Regions from separate parts of the Mus musculus genome. Here regions 2, 3 and 4 are each linked to region 1. Evidence: chromatin contacts called from public Hi-C and HiChIP or PLAC-seq data. All regions are on one chromosome and are shown on one strand. Each heading gives the region's core, a stretch centred on a gene start, on an enhancer-like site or on the middle of the called end of the contact. The rest is flanking DNA. Distances are from core to core; before and after follow the strand shown.

What was found. Hi-C and Micro-C count contacts between places; a contact is called where the count stands out from the background. HiChIP or PLAC-seq counts read pairs in DNA pulled down with a chosen protein or histone mark.
Region 2: a contact with region 1 is called in a Hi-C map of epidermal suprabasal cells, with 4 times the contacts expected there. The contact joins the enhancer-like site here to the promoter of Plxdc2 in region 1. A contact is called at or near these places in 1 of 39 promoter capture datasets (the C10 cell line), 6 of 484 Hi-C or Micro-C datasets (bone marrow-derived macrophages, cerebral cortex, epidermal suprabasal cells and 3 more), 4 of 115 datasets of contacts at active chromatin or transcription factors (bone marrow-derived dendritic cells, bone marrow-derived macrophages, epiblast stem cells and 1 more) and 1 of 9 other capture datasets (adipose tissue).
Region 3: a contact with region 1 is called in an H3K4me3 HiChIP or PLAC-seq map of neural progenitor cells, with 27 read pairs. The contact joins the enhancer-like site here to the promoter of Plxdc2 in region 1. A contact is called at or near these places in 11 of 484 Hi-C or Micro-C datasets (adipose-derived mesenchymal stem cells, bone marrow-derived DN2 thymocytes, cerebral cortex and 6 more), 4 of 115 datasets of contacts at active chromatin or transcription factors (embryonic limb bud, fibro-adipogenic progenitors, kidney and 1 more) and 1 of 9 other capture datasets (adipose tissue).
Region 4: a Hi-C map of epidermal suprabasal cells shows a contact between it and region 1, with 5 times the contacts expected there. The contact joins the enhancer-like site here to the promoter of Plxdc2 in region 1. A contact is called at or near these places in 2 of 484 Hi-C or Micro-C datasets (epidermal suprabasal cells and macrophages).

The regions. Positions count from the first base shown.
Region 1 is chr2:16,354,953-16,357,652 of GRCm38.p6, reverse strand. It overlaps Plxdc2 (plexin domain containing 2), which reads right to left and starts at 1,349. Exons shown (of 14, transcript NM_026162.6): 1 at 416-1,349. The coding sequence starts at 527.
Region 2 is chr2:16,168,192-16,170,891 of GRCm38.p6, reverse strand. The region is part of intron 35 of Malrd1 (MAM and LDL receptor class A domain containing 1); the gene reads right to left. Among named protein-coding and RNA genes, the nearest start is that of Gm37416, 140 kb to the right of the region's middle. Within about 2 kb of position 1,426, at least 20 of the 459 cell types and tissues checked have an H3K27ac peak or open chromatin away from gene starts, as enhancers often do. A contact at or near this core is called in bone marrow-derived dendritic cells, bone marrow-derived macrophages and epidermal suprabasal cells, where this site is marked.
Region 3 is chr2:16,606,712-16,609,411 of GRCm38.p6, reverse strand. All of the region lies in intron 4 of Plxdc2 (plexin domain containing 2), which reads right to left. Among named protein-coding and RNA genes, the nearest start is that of Plxdc2, 250 kb to the right of the region's middle. Within about 2 kb of position 1,366, at least 32 of the 459 cell types and tissues checked have an H3K27ac peak or open chromatin away from gene starts, as enhancers often do. A contact at or near this core is called in kidney, muscle stem cells, neural progenitor cells and 1 more, where this site is marked.
Region 4 is chr2:16,208,788-16,211,487 of GRCm38.p6, reverse strand. All of the region lies in intron 35 of Malrd1 (MAM and LDL receptor class A domain containing 1), which reads right to left. Among named protein-coding and RNA genes, the nearest start is that of Plxdc2, 150 kb to the left of the region's middle. Within about 2 kb of position 1,312, at least 5 of the 459 cell types and tissues checked have an H3K27ac peak or open chromatin away from gene starts, as enhancers often do. A contact at or near this core is called in epidermal suprabasal cells, where this site is marked.

The DNA of each region.
Region 1 (2,700 bases), core at 100-2,599:
TCAGATTGTTCATCCATCCATCCCTTCCGCGGCGCACAGGGAAGAGCCTCTGAGCTCCAAGGGATGAGAATCCAGAGGGGAAACAACCTGATGTAACCAAGATTCAGAGAGGTATCCGCAGCAGCAGGCTCTCTCACACCCCGACCTCTTTGGGCTACTTGGGGTTAGGCAGGACCACCCCCTGGCGCCCAGGTGGAGTAAGCATCATAGCTTCAGGGAAGTCCTGGTTTCCCACACCTTTTGATCAAGCAAACCTCTTTCCCCATTCGAGAAACTCAAGTTTCCCAGAAAAACAACTAGGATAAGTTTCCCAAGGGCAGATACTTTGGGTGGGTGTGAGATGAGGATGGAGGTTCGAAGACACCGGAAGGATCTTCAGCCACACACAAAAACAATTGAGAAAAGTACTTCTTACCATTGGTATGGTGTCCAGGCTCCCCGTGGGCGAACTGGAACCGGTCTGTTAAAAAGTGACAAAGTAACATAACTCCTGCTGCGGCCAGGTCGGCCCTCCGGAACCTTGCCATGCCGCTGCCGCGACCTCTCTCCCCTGCCCAACGAATTTTTTCTTGAGACCCTGGGCTCCGGGGTTATCCCTGGGGATGGGGCGACACGGCCGAGCTCTGCTGGTGAGTCTTGGGTGGGATCCGGAGGCCTCTGACAGTTTCGCTAGGATTTCACTCCGGGTAACAGAAGTGAAGGAGAGACAGCTGAACCCTCTCCGAACTTCGGGAGCTCTCACTGCAACTTGTCACCCTCGCAGCCCCCAACTGAGACACAATCAACCAAGTGAGGGGAGGAAAGGTCACTTGCAGTAGGGTCGGCAAACTCCCGGGTCCTCTCAGGCAGCGCCACCCGGGCGCCCACAGACGGTGACTTCCGAGCGCCCGCGACGCGCTCCACTGGGTTCAAAACAGATCTAATTCCACTGGCTGCGCCGGTGCTGTTCCAGATTCAAGAGGGCGCTGAGCACCGGAGGAACTTTCCCAGACTTAGGTCTGGCCCCGGCGGGTGGTTGGTGTTCCCGAGAGAAGGAGGTTAGTGGAGGCTGGAGAAACCCCTCTGACAAGTTTTTCTTCTTTGCTTCGCCCAAGGCTGAGCGCGCGTCCTCGCCCGCAGCCGGAGGGATGGGCAGCTCCGGAGAGTAGAGCCGGGAATGCACCAGCTGCTGTGAGCAGAAGAGAGGTGGGGGTGTTTTTTAAAGAAAAAGAAAAACGGGAAAGTGAGGTTGCAGCCTGGTAAGAGAGCCCCTCCGGGCTAGGCAGGAGGTGGCTCCGAACGCCGCGGAGCCCCAGGAGTTTGGTGGCGGAGGCGCCGCCGCGCTCCCCCGCGCTCCAGCTCTACACTTTGGGGAGGGAAGGCGGCTTGCCATTTGCTAGATCTACCGCTGAACCCTCCTCTCTTCCCTCCGCCCTCCTCCCTCCCCTTCTCTCCTCCAGGCTTCTCCCACCTTCCTCCCAAAACCCGCAGCCAGCACCAACCTGTCCATTGGCTGAGCTTTTCTCGGGGGAGAGGGGGCGCCAGAAAAGTCTCCCACAGATGAAGCCCGAGAAGACTGGCTGGGGAAAGCCAGAGGACCATTGCGGCCCCAAACACCCGAGGACTGGTGCGAGTGGGGCGGTGGCAGATTCTAGTCTCCCGGACGCCATCCGCCCACCCGGTTCATGACCTTTGCAGAGGAACCGATGCCGCCTGCACCCTCCAGGCTTCCGTGGCTTTTGGGTGTCAGCCTGCGGGTAGAGAGGGATGAGGCCCCCCAGGGAGCGCCCACTATCTTCTGATTTCCGCCTGGGCACTAAAGGGTTAATAGTATTTCATCCCTCACTGAGGGCTGGTCTGGCAACCGTTGGGTGGCGGGGGAGCAAACCTGAGTCGCTAGGGTTACTGACATCCCCCAACTCCCAGCCCCCATCCCATCAAAAGCCCCTCCTACCCCAGACCCGCACAGAGGGAGGTGGAGGTGGCTCTGGGCTGCAGGGTCCTGAGGCCGCCACCGCGGTTTGGTAAAGTGTCAGAAGGAGGGAAAGGGAGAGTTTAAAGAAACAGGAAGCCCATTGAATTTCCTATAGGGGGTTTAAAGGGTTTTTGCTTGCTAGTTTGTTTTTGTTTTTTCAGCTTGAGGGTCTGCTTCAGCATTAACCCTTTCCAGGCCCCTTATCCGCTTACATTTAATTTAATTTAATTTGCATACACTTAGCCATCTTTTAATGGGGCTAAATAGAAAGCAAAGAGACAATGCATCCTTGGTGAAAAATACATGTTCTGGAGCACTGCCTGGGCTAGTACTTCAATTTTTTTTCCACAAGGAGCAATTTATTTAAGCTTTAAGCCTCAGGTCTCCAGGCATCAAATCAGGAAGATTTTATACTGAAGTTCATAGAAGGTCCTAGAAAGGAGGATTAGCCAAGTGAACTTAATTTTTTAAATCATCTGCTAGCCTGAAGAGAAATGCTCTTTCTTGAAGACAAAGGGAGAGCTAATTTAAACACATTCGAAAGTGTTCTGGGTTCAGCCGATGCTGTAGCTTGTTACTGTCTTGGCCTTGCCATGCTTTGAAGAATGCATGCATGTATGCTTTGAATCCATCTCAACATCTAGCAAAACCCACTGGAAGTGGGCCAAGATTACTGCAAAATTCGATACAGAAATTTTTGCCTTTCCACTGAAAACATTAACAAGCCTGTTTTCTCTAAAATAAGA
Region 2 (2,700 bases), core at 177-2,676, 190 kb after region 1:
TAAAACTGATAAAAGTGTTAATGGCCTTTTATGTTTTATGTACATTATTATTTTCTTCTATGACATCATTAGGAAAACATAGCTTCTAAGATGAAATAAGATGAAATTGAGATGTTAACAATATGGGGGGAATGTGTAAACAAAATGAATTTCTTTTTTTTCAAATATAGATCTCTGCACTTTATTATTCTAAAAATTCCTTTGTCTTTACACTTTCGTGTAGAAAACAAAATATGTAATGTCCATACTTCCTTTCTTTTTCTGTGTAATATTACAGATATAGTTATTTCTAGAAAAAAGAGGAAGCAGGATAAGTTCAAAAAAACACAGTGAAACTAACACGTTAGACACAATGTAAAAATGACCCAGACATATACCAACTAGGTTTATATACAGTGTAACAATGGCCCAGACATGTACCAACTAGGTTTATATACAGTGTAACAATGGCCCAGACATATACCAACTAGGTTTATATACAGTGTAACAATGGCCCGGAGATATAGGAATTAGAATTAGATACTATTTACATCTCATTTTCTAAAATAGTGCACTGTTTGGATATTCCATCAAATGTCTGATTCAGAATGTGGCCAGGATGAAAGGTATCCTTCCAACAGGCAGAATGTTGTAGTGGGATCTTGATGCTTATGCTTTTTTTTTTTTTTTTTTTTTAGAAAAAACTCAAACATTTAGAAGGAGTGTAAGGAGAATGGGCTTTAGTACCTGTTATGTGATTCCTATGTGGGAAATACTGGAAACAGAATCCAATTGAGAAACACCCTAGAGGGCTTTTTAGACATGCAGAATAACTGAGAGCAAATGGAGGGAAGACAGATGAAAGCTAATTGTCTCAGTTTAACCTACACTGCTTTGAGGTGGGTGTAATCTCTGTGAATACTATCAGTGCTCTGAAAAACTGTATATGTTCAAATCCATATCATATATACGTACATGAGTACCTATACATATATCCATAGCTATACATATGCATGTTCATCTCACAATCTCCAGAGACAAATGCAGATACCAGGTTCTATTATGTGCATATAGTTTTATCTTCCCTGAGGTTGTGACAGTTATCACTTGTGAAATAAAGTCACAATATCAAGACCGATTTTTCTTCACTGTGTAACATTTTAATGTAGAAAAATATACTGCTTATTCTTTACTTTCTTATGTGCTTGCATATATGAACTTCTTACACTTCTGCTTCTGTCTGTTTTTCTATCCCCACTCCTCCTAAATGAAGCTTTTAGAAAGCTGAACATTCATGATGCTTCAAATTAAATGAATAAGACCAAAAGAAAGAAAGAAAACAATAACAGATGAATCTTGCTATTTCTCTGGTCACCCACAGGGCAAGAAGGAAGCAGTCAGGTTGTTTGCTGACATGCCTCTAATGGTTTGAGTCTGAGCTTCCTACACCAGAACTCCTGACAAATAGTTTCCACAAACAATCTGTGGGTGGTAACCTCTTTGGAATCCAAGAGCAAAGGCTAAAAAATACACCATGATAATTAAAAACAAAGCCATGCTTTAGTGAACGACTGTTTGGTAGATCCTGGGAGTGGCTGGAAACATACTTGCTGGAGAGTTTAATAGGATAGTAGGTCTCTCTTAAAATCAACACCATCCACACAGACCAGCTCCTGCTTCTACCACCACCATTTTTCCTGTAGTAAAAAAGGTTTATGCTACTTTGACATTTAATTCTTGCCCATCAACTCCATGAACTAATTATTAACATCTAAAATTTCATTTTAGAAATTAATCTTCTGCTACTCTTTTAAACAGCATTTCATTGGCATTGCACTGCTAGCCATCTGCCCAAAATGTTCCTGCCCATTTTTATCTCTACTCTACATTTGCCCTCATGCACATTTATTTTGTCCTGTGCCTTTAATTGACAATATAATTTCATAACCTGTGGAGGGAAACCAATAACAAAAAATTAATCAGCCTTTAACATGTGACTCTACAGCCTCTGTTTAAACTTGTACCTTATGAAACTTTGGCATTCCCTTTGTTAACTAATTAGGATTTAAGCTTTGGCCTCTCTCCTGAATTCTTGTGTCAGTCATGGGATTCCTAGACTTCTTCTCCAGAAAGTGACCTCAAACTTGGTTGGAGCACTGCAGCTCCTCCCAGAACTGCATGCCAACGCTCTGAATCAGCCACAGGTGGCTCCGCTTGCACTTTTACTTATTTTAGAAAGAGAAGAGAGCTTTAGCCAGTCTAACCTAGAAGTTTGGTAATGGGATTGAGATTGTAACAGGCCATCAAGATCCCCAGATTGAGTGTGTCTCTGGATTAGGTAAACATGTATCCAGGATTGTCACTGATACAGGGCAAACCTTTTTTTTTTTGACTTGGTCATTTTACCGGGTAATCAGTGACATCTATGTTCAGTAATGCTTCCTTTTGACTTCTGTATTTACGTTCATTAAGAAGCCCTAGGATAGACCAGTTTTGTTTCTTATCCATAGCAGATGTCAAGTCTAGTATCTAGTAGCCTAACAAAAAATGTATGGTATCTTCTATTTCTTTTTGTGTTTCTGAAATGCTTGATATAAAATAAGATTAATTTATAAAAATAAATAGGCAAAGCATCAATATGGGACTTTGGTTCACAATTTTGCACAGTGAATATATGTTTTCCACCAGTGTATAAATATATATTTCACATTAAACGATGAA
Region 3 (2,700 bases), core at 117-2,616, 250 kb before region 1:
AAAGGAGTACATTTTCAGCTCCATAACAATTGGATTTTCAAGTCCAAAACCAAGAAATAAGATATGGTTATGCTATACATCTTAAGGAATCTCAACATCCATGGCTCATGTAAGTGGGATAAGTATTTATTTTAAATTCTTTCATAAAATTTGTCCTGTGGAGGATCCAACTCAGCCCTCATGCATGACAGACATTCTAATAGTAAGCTACATTCCAGCCCTAAATGACTAGTTTTAAATAAATGAAGTCATGGATTTGTTATTTAAGTTACATGAAGAATTTATCACCAGTATTGAAAGAAATATGCTTTTGTGAAAGCTAGTTAATATGAAGATTTTAAGGTTCTTCAGAGGGACCTTCTTCTGTATTAATGGTTTAATTTTCAAAGTCCACTCACATCAAAATGGAAATCCTTCCAGAGCCTTAGATGTTTCTCCCACTGCTATGTCAGCTATCGAGTTCTCTGTATGGCACTTAATGCTTTTCCATAAATCTTTTCTAACTTTTCTCATGCAGCAATGCTAAGGAAAAGTGGGAAACATTGTTTCAGTTTAATTTGCTACAATTCTGATGACATGGTTATTCTGATGAGGGACTGAGCTTGGAGCAGAGGAATGTAGCTGGAAGCTGGAGGAAAAGAGATAGCCTAAGTGTGAAAGGACCGGGGAACAAATATTGCAGATGGAAAGGGAGGGAGGGAGAAATGGAGGAAAGAAAAGGAGACAAAAAGCAAAACGGTATAATGTTGATTGAAGGGAAAAGACAAACAAACAGAAAATATCTAACTGTGAATCCTGCAGAGCTCAGGACAAAATGAAAAGAACCACAGAACAGGAAGAAAGGTTTAGGATAGAGAAGATGAGGTGCTGAGTCTGCAAATTCTCCAGGTCAGTTACCCCAGGGGTCTGTAGGAGCTCAGTAAGAGGCTGGGAGCACTGTGTCTGGGTGCAAAACCAGGAAAGTTGCCAGAAAGCTGAGGGCAGCTCTGGGGATGCATGAGTGAGAACTCAGGAAGAAAAATCTGCAGACTTCACAGAAAGAAAGAATAGTCTGGGAAAGAGGAGCCGCAGGGAGGAAAGCTGAGCTTCAAACTGGAAGAACCTGCAGCATGGGCAAAGCCACAGAGCAAACACACGAGTAAAAGGACATTTCTGATCAGGACATTCACTAACACTGCTTGTGGGAAAAAAAAATCTCACAGTAAATTATGGTGAAAGTTCTAAAAAGAATGCCTGCCATTCTCTGCCTCCTTTGACCAGGGTGAATTAATCTATTTCTATCTGTCCCCAGATAGGCAAAGACTGGGAGTCTACTGGCCATGACATTCCTTTGGCATTCTTCAAGCTCTAAGTTCAGCCTCTGTTTCCTGCAGAAGCTTCTCCTGAATAACTGTGACTGTCAAAATCTGCACCTGGTCTCTAGTTTAGTATTCTTGTGTGAGTGTTCCTCATCGCTGCCAGGCAGATGTCTTACATTCTTTCCAACCTTCACATCAACTTTCAGCTTCCTTCTGGCACTCAGGATATTATTATACTCACACATATGATCCTGTCTGTTTTCTTTTTTTCTCTTGCTAGACATATTCATTCCAAGAGGAGAAAAAATTGACTCTGTCTGGATTGCATAAACGATTCAAAGAGAGCTACATTTTATTTCATCTAGCAATGATCTGTACTTAAGTGTGCTGAGTTGGGTGTTGGATACAACAATACAAAGGCAGAGAGGGTTATTCTGTCCTCTAAATGGGCAAGCACTTAGTTTAGAAACAGTATTGACAAGTGAAGATCCTTTCTTACTTGGGGGATTTAATACCTTAACAATCATGTTCTAATCTTATTGGTGCTTGGTGTGTGTGTGTGTGTGTGTGTGTGTGTGTGTGTGTGTGTATGTGTGTGAGAGAGAGAGAGAGAGAGAGAGAGAGAGAGAGAGAGAGAGAGAGAGAGAGAGAGAGGAGAGATCATAAAGACAACTTCTAAGTGGACAGTTATTTACTGTAATCATCACAAACACACACACACATACTCACAGAAGGATAGTTTCCCAAACAAAATAATCCAGTGTCTTGGAGCTAAGATATGTAGATATGAGGCTAGGATGTCCCAGATAAGAAAGACTGCTCTAGTCTGTTTTTTGTTTCAAGGTATCCCAGGAAGTGTCATTTAATGTATCAGCCTGTGAGGGAAGTTGTTTTTCACTCCTGCAACTGTGGGGGAAGGAGAGACCAGTGAATATACCCATTTTCCTCACAATGTGTCATAGAGGCAAGTCTCATGCTGAAAGACTACAATTTAGGACAAAGCAATTTAGATGCTCTCTGACAGGTGCTTATTCCTGCCTTTGTATCTTTGTCAAGTCATTTTACTCCCACACATTGCTATAAATCCAAACACTTTCCCTTCATCAATCTCAACATTAAAACGCTTAACATATATATGGTATATTCCACAGAGTATGTAGTATGTATTATATAGACATTTTATATAAATAATGTGTCTTATATAATACAAAGCAATATATTTATGGGGTGTTATAGCACATAGTGAAAAACCTGTGGAATAAACATGAACTTTAACCTATTTTATGAAGAATATCATCTAAAGCAGCAAATCAAGAGTTAAGGGTTGCTTGGGAGTTAGCAGAAAACTGAATAGCAACATAGAGGAGCATGCTGGTCAGAGGAGAGCAATTTGAAACTCTTT
Region 4 (2,700 bases), core at 63-2,562, 150 kb after region 1:
AAAGTATGCTGAAAAATGTTCCACTTCGGATTCTCAGACTCTCCTGTGCTGACCACAAATGCTTTCTTCCCTTGGTCTTTCTCATGTTAAAATGTGGAGCGTGTTGGATATAGCTATAATTGGCATTATAATTTTTATGTGTTAGAAAATAATGACTAGGAGAAATCTGATCTGGATTGTCTTAAGTCCATTTTTCTGTTCAAACCATAGCTGGAACATCTGAAATGTAGTGCAAGTATGCACCTGGGAAGATGGAGACACAAAGGAAGTCTAGAACACCAGGTAAAAATAGACTGCTCTCTATCTCCACAGTTTTGTGAAGTCTAGACACTTCAGGCTCATTTATGAAAAGTTGTAATGAGAGCTTACAGAATTTATGGGAGAATTATACACAAAAAAGACACCCAAGAGTACACTGTCTCATGTTGCTCCAAGCACTTGCAGATATAGTATTTTGCTTTTTCATATTTATCCTGGTCATGATTATTTTCCACTGAACGTTGTTCTGTATCCTAACAGCCTGGTCTAACTAAATCCAGAAAGTGTTGACTCCAATCCCTCCAGCGGCATTTAGCAACCATGTAAGAACAACTAAGGTCATTGGCACATCTGATTTCAAGGTCTAACAAAAGTGTCCCTAAACAGTATAACCTTTAAAATTCTGGAAGCAAGTACACAGGCAAGGAAAATAATTAGCTTTTGAATGTATTTCTACCCACTGCAATTTACCCTGCAGAGAACATGGAGACACTTGGAGGTTTTTGCTCAAACTGAGTGTTTTCTGGTTGATGGGCTGGAACTGTATCAAGAAATGGATGTAGGAAGTACATTAACATCATGGATGAATTTACTGTAATAGGAAAAGAGAAAGTGGGAGGGACTATTGCATAATCTCTGAGCCACAGAATGCAGGAACTCCACAGTGAATTCCAGTGATTAATTTGTTTGGACTAATTTCCCCCATAACTAATTAGCTTCAGCATGTTTCCTAAAATTCCTAAGTATTAGGCAGAGCCCACCTGAAATAAAAAGATAAATATCCTCCATTCATGCATAAGGGTCTGTTTTTTTTATACAAAGAGGAGAAAGAAAATATAATTAGATTCTTTTAGCTACAACCAACCCACTAATCTTTCCTAAATTGCAGCAGGTCTTCTGCTATTAGCAGGTTCTGATCAAGGTGTCAGTGGAATAACTCATTTCTGGGTGTACTTGGCAACACCCATTCATTACTTTCCCACACCTGGAACACAAGCTCATCTTGTCCTTCTTGTCATTTGTGTACACGCCCCAGCTCATTTGTCACACTGCCAGGGCAAACAAGGAGCAGCCACACACTTACTGAGCTTGTGTTTACGCACTAATGTAATAGGAAGAAGGTATGCCTTGGCTGTTTAAATGAACTGAATTGTGATCTCAAGCAATAGAATCAAGGTTAACTTATTTGTAATTGTTCTAATAGATTTGAAGAAAACAGAAAGGAGTTCAGAGGCAGGGTTACTTCCTAAAGATATTGTTATATGAATACTTAAATTTAAAGACAATGCATACAGCATTGAGATATCGTCCAAACTCTGCCATGCCTTCTGAAAAATTGAGAATATGTGTATTTGTGTGATTTCCAATAAGTATGATTAAAAATGAATCTTTGACTTATTTAAAATGTCAAGCTCACCATGAAAAAAATAAAATGAGCTCTATGCTTTAAAATACTGGTGATCTTTTGGTTGGTGGTTTAGTCCCTGGGAGCTCTGGGGGGTCTGTTTGGTTGATATTGTTGTTCTTCCTATGGGGTTGCAAACCCCTTCAGTGCCTTCAGTCCTACCTCTAACTCCTCCACTGGGGAGCTCATGGAGTTCAATGGATGCCTATGAGCATCTGCCTCTGTATTTGTCAGGCTCTGGAAGAGCCTCTCAGGAGACAGCCATATCAGGCTCATAACAGCGAGCTCTTTTTGGCATTCACAATAGTATCGGGATTTGATGACTGTATATGGGCTGGATCCCCAGGTGGTTACCCATGGCTCCAGCTGCATATGTAGCAGAGAATGGCCTTGTTGGGCATCAATGTGAGGAGAGGCCCTTGTTCCTATGAATGATCAATGCCCCATTGTAGGGAAATGACAGGGCAGGGAGGTAGGAGTGGGTGGGTGGTGTTGGAACACCCTCATAGAAGCAGGGATAGGATAGGAGGTTTCTGGGTGGAAGACAGGGAAATGGGATAATATTTGAAATGTAAGTACAGAAAATATCCAATGAAAAATATTGGTGATGAGAAGACTGTGAATTCCCGGGGCTAATGAGAAGCTCTGTGTCGTAACCAAGGATCTTGTGCAACATGCAACAATACCTGTGGTTGATCTGTGGCATACACATTCACGCCTCCATATTTGAGTACATGCACACATGCACTTACACACTCTGTAGACACATGGACATACACACATCTGCTCCCCCACAGTCATACATAACACACTTCTGAGAAAAATGACAAATGACTCTATTTGTCCCTTCAATTTAATTGCAGTCATAGTGTGTCATTAACTTTCACCTCACAATCTGTTAATGTCCTTCAGCCCCATTGCATTCCTGCCCTTGGGCCTGACTAAAAGCCCCTGCCACTTTGGTATGGAAACAGATCTCAACTGAGTTTCTGTTCTCCAGATATATGTCACATTATATAATTTCTTTGAGTCAAAAT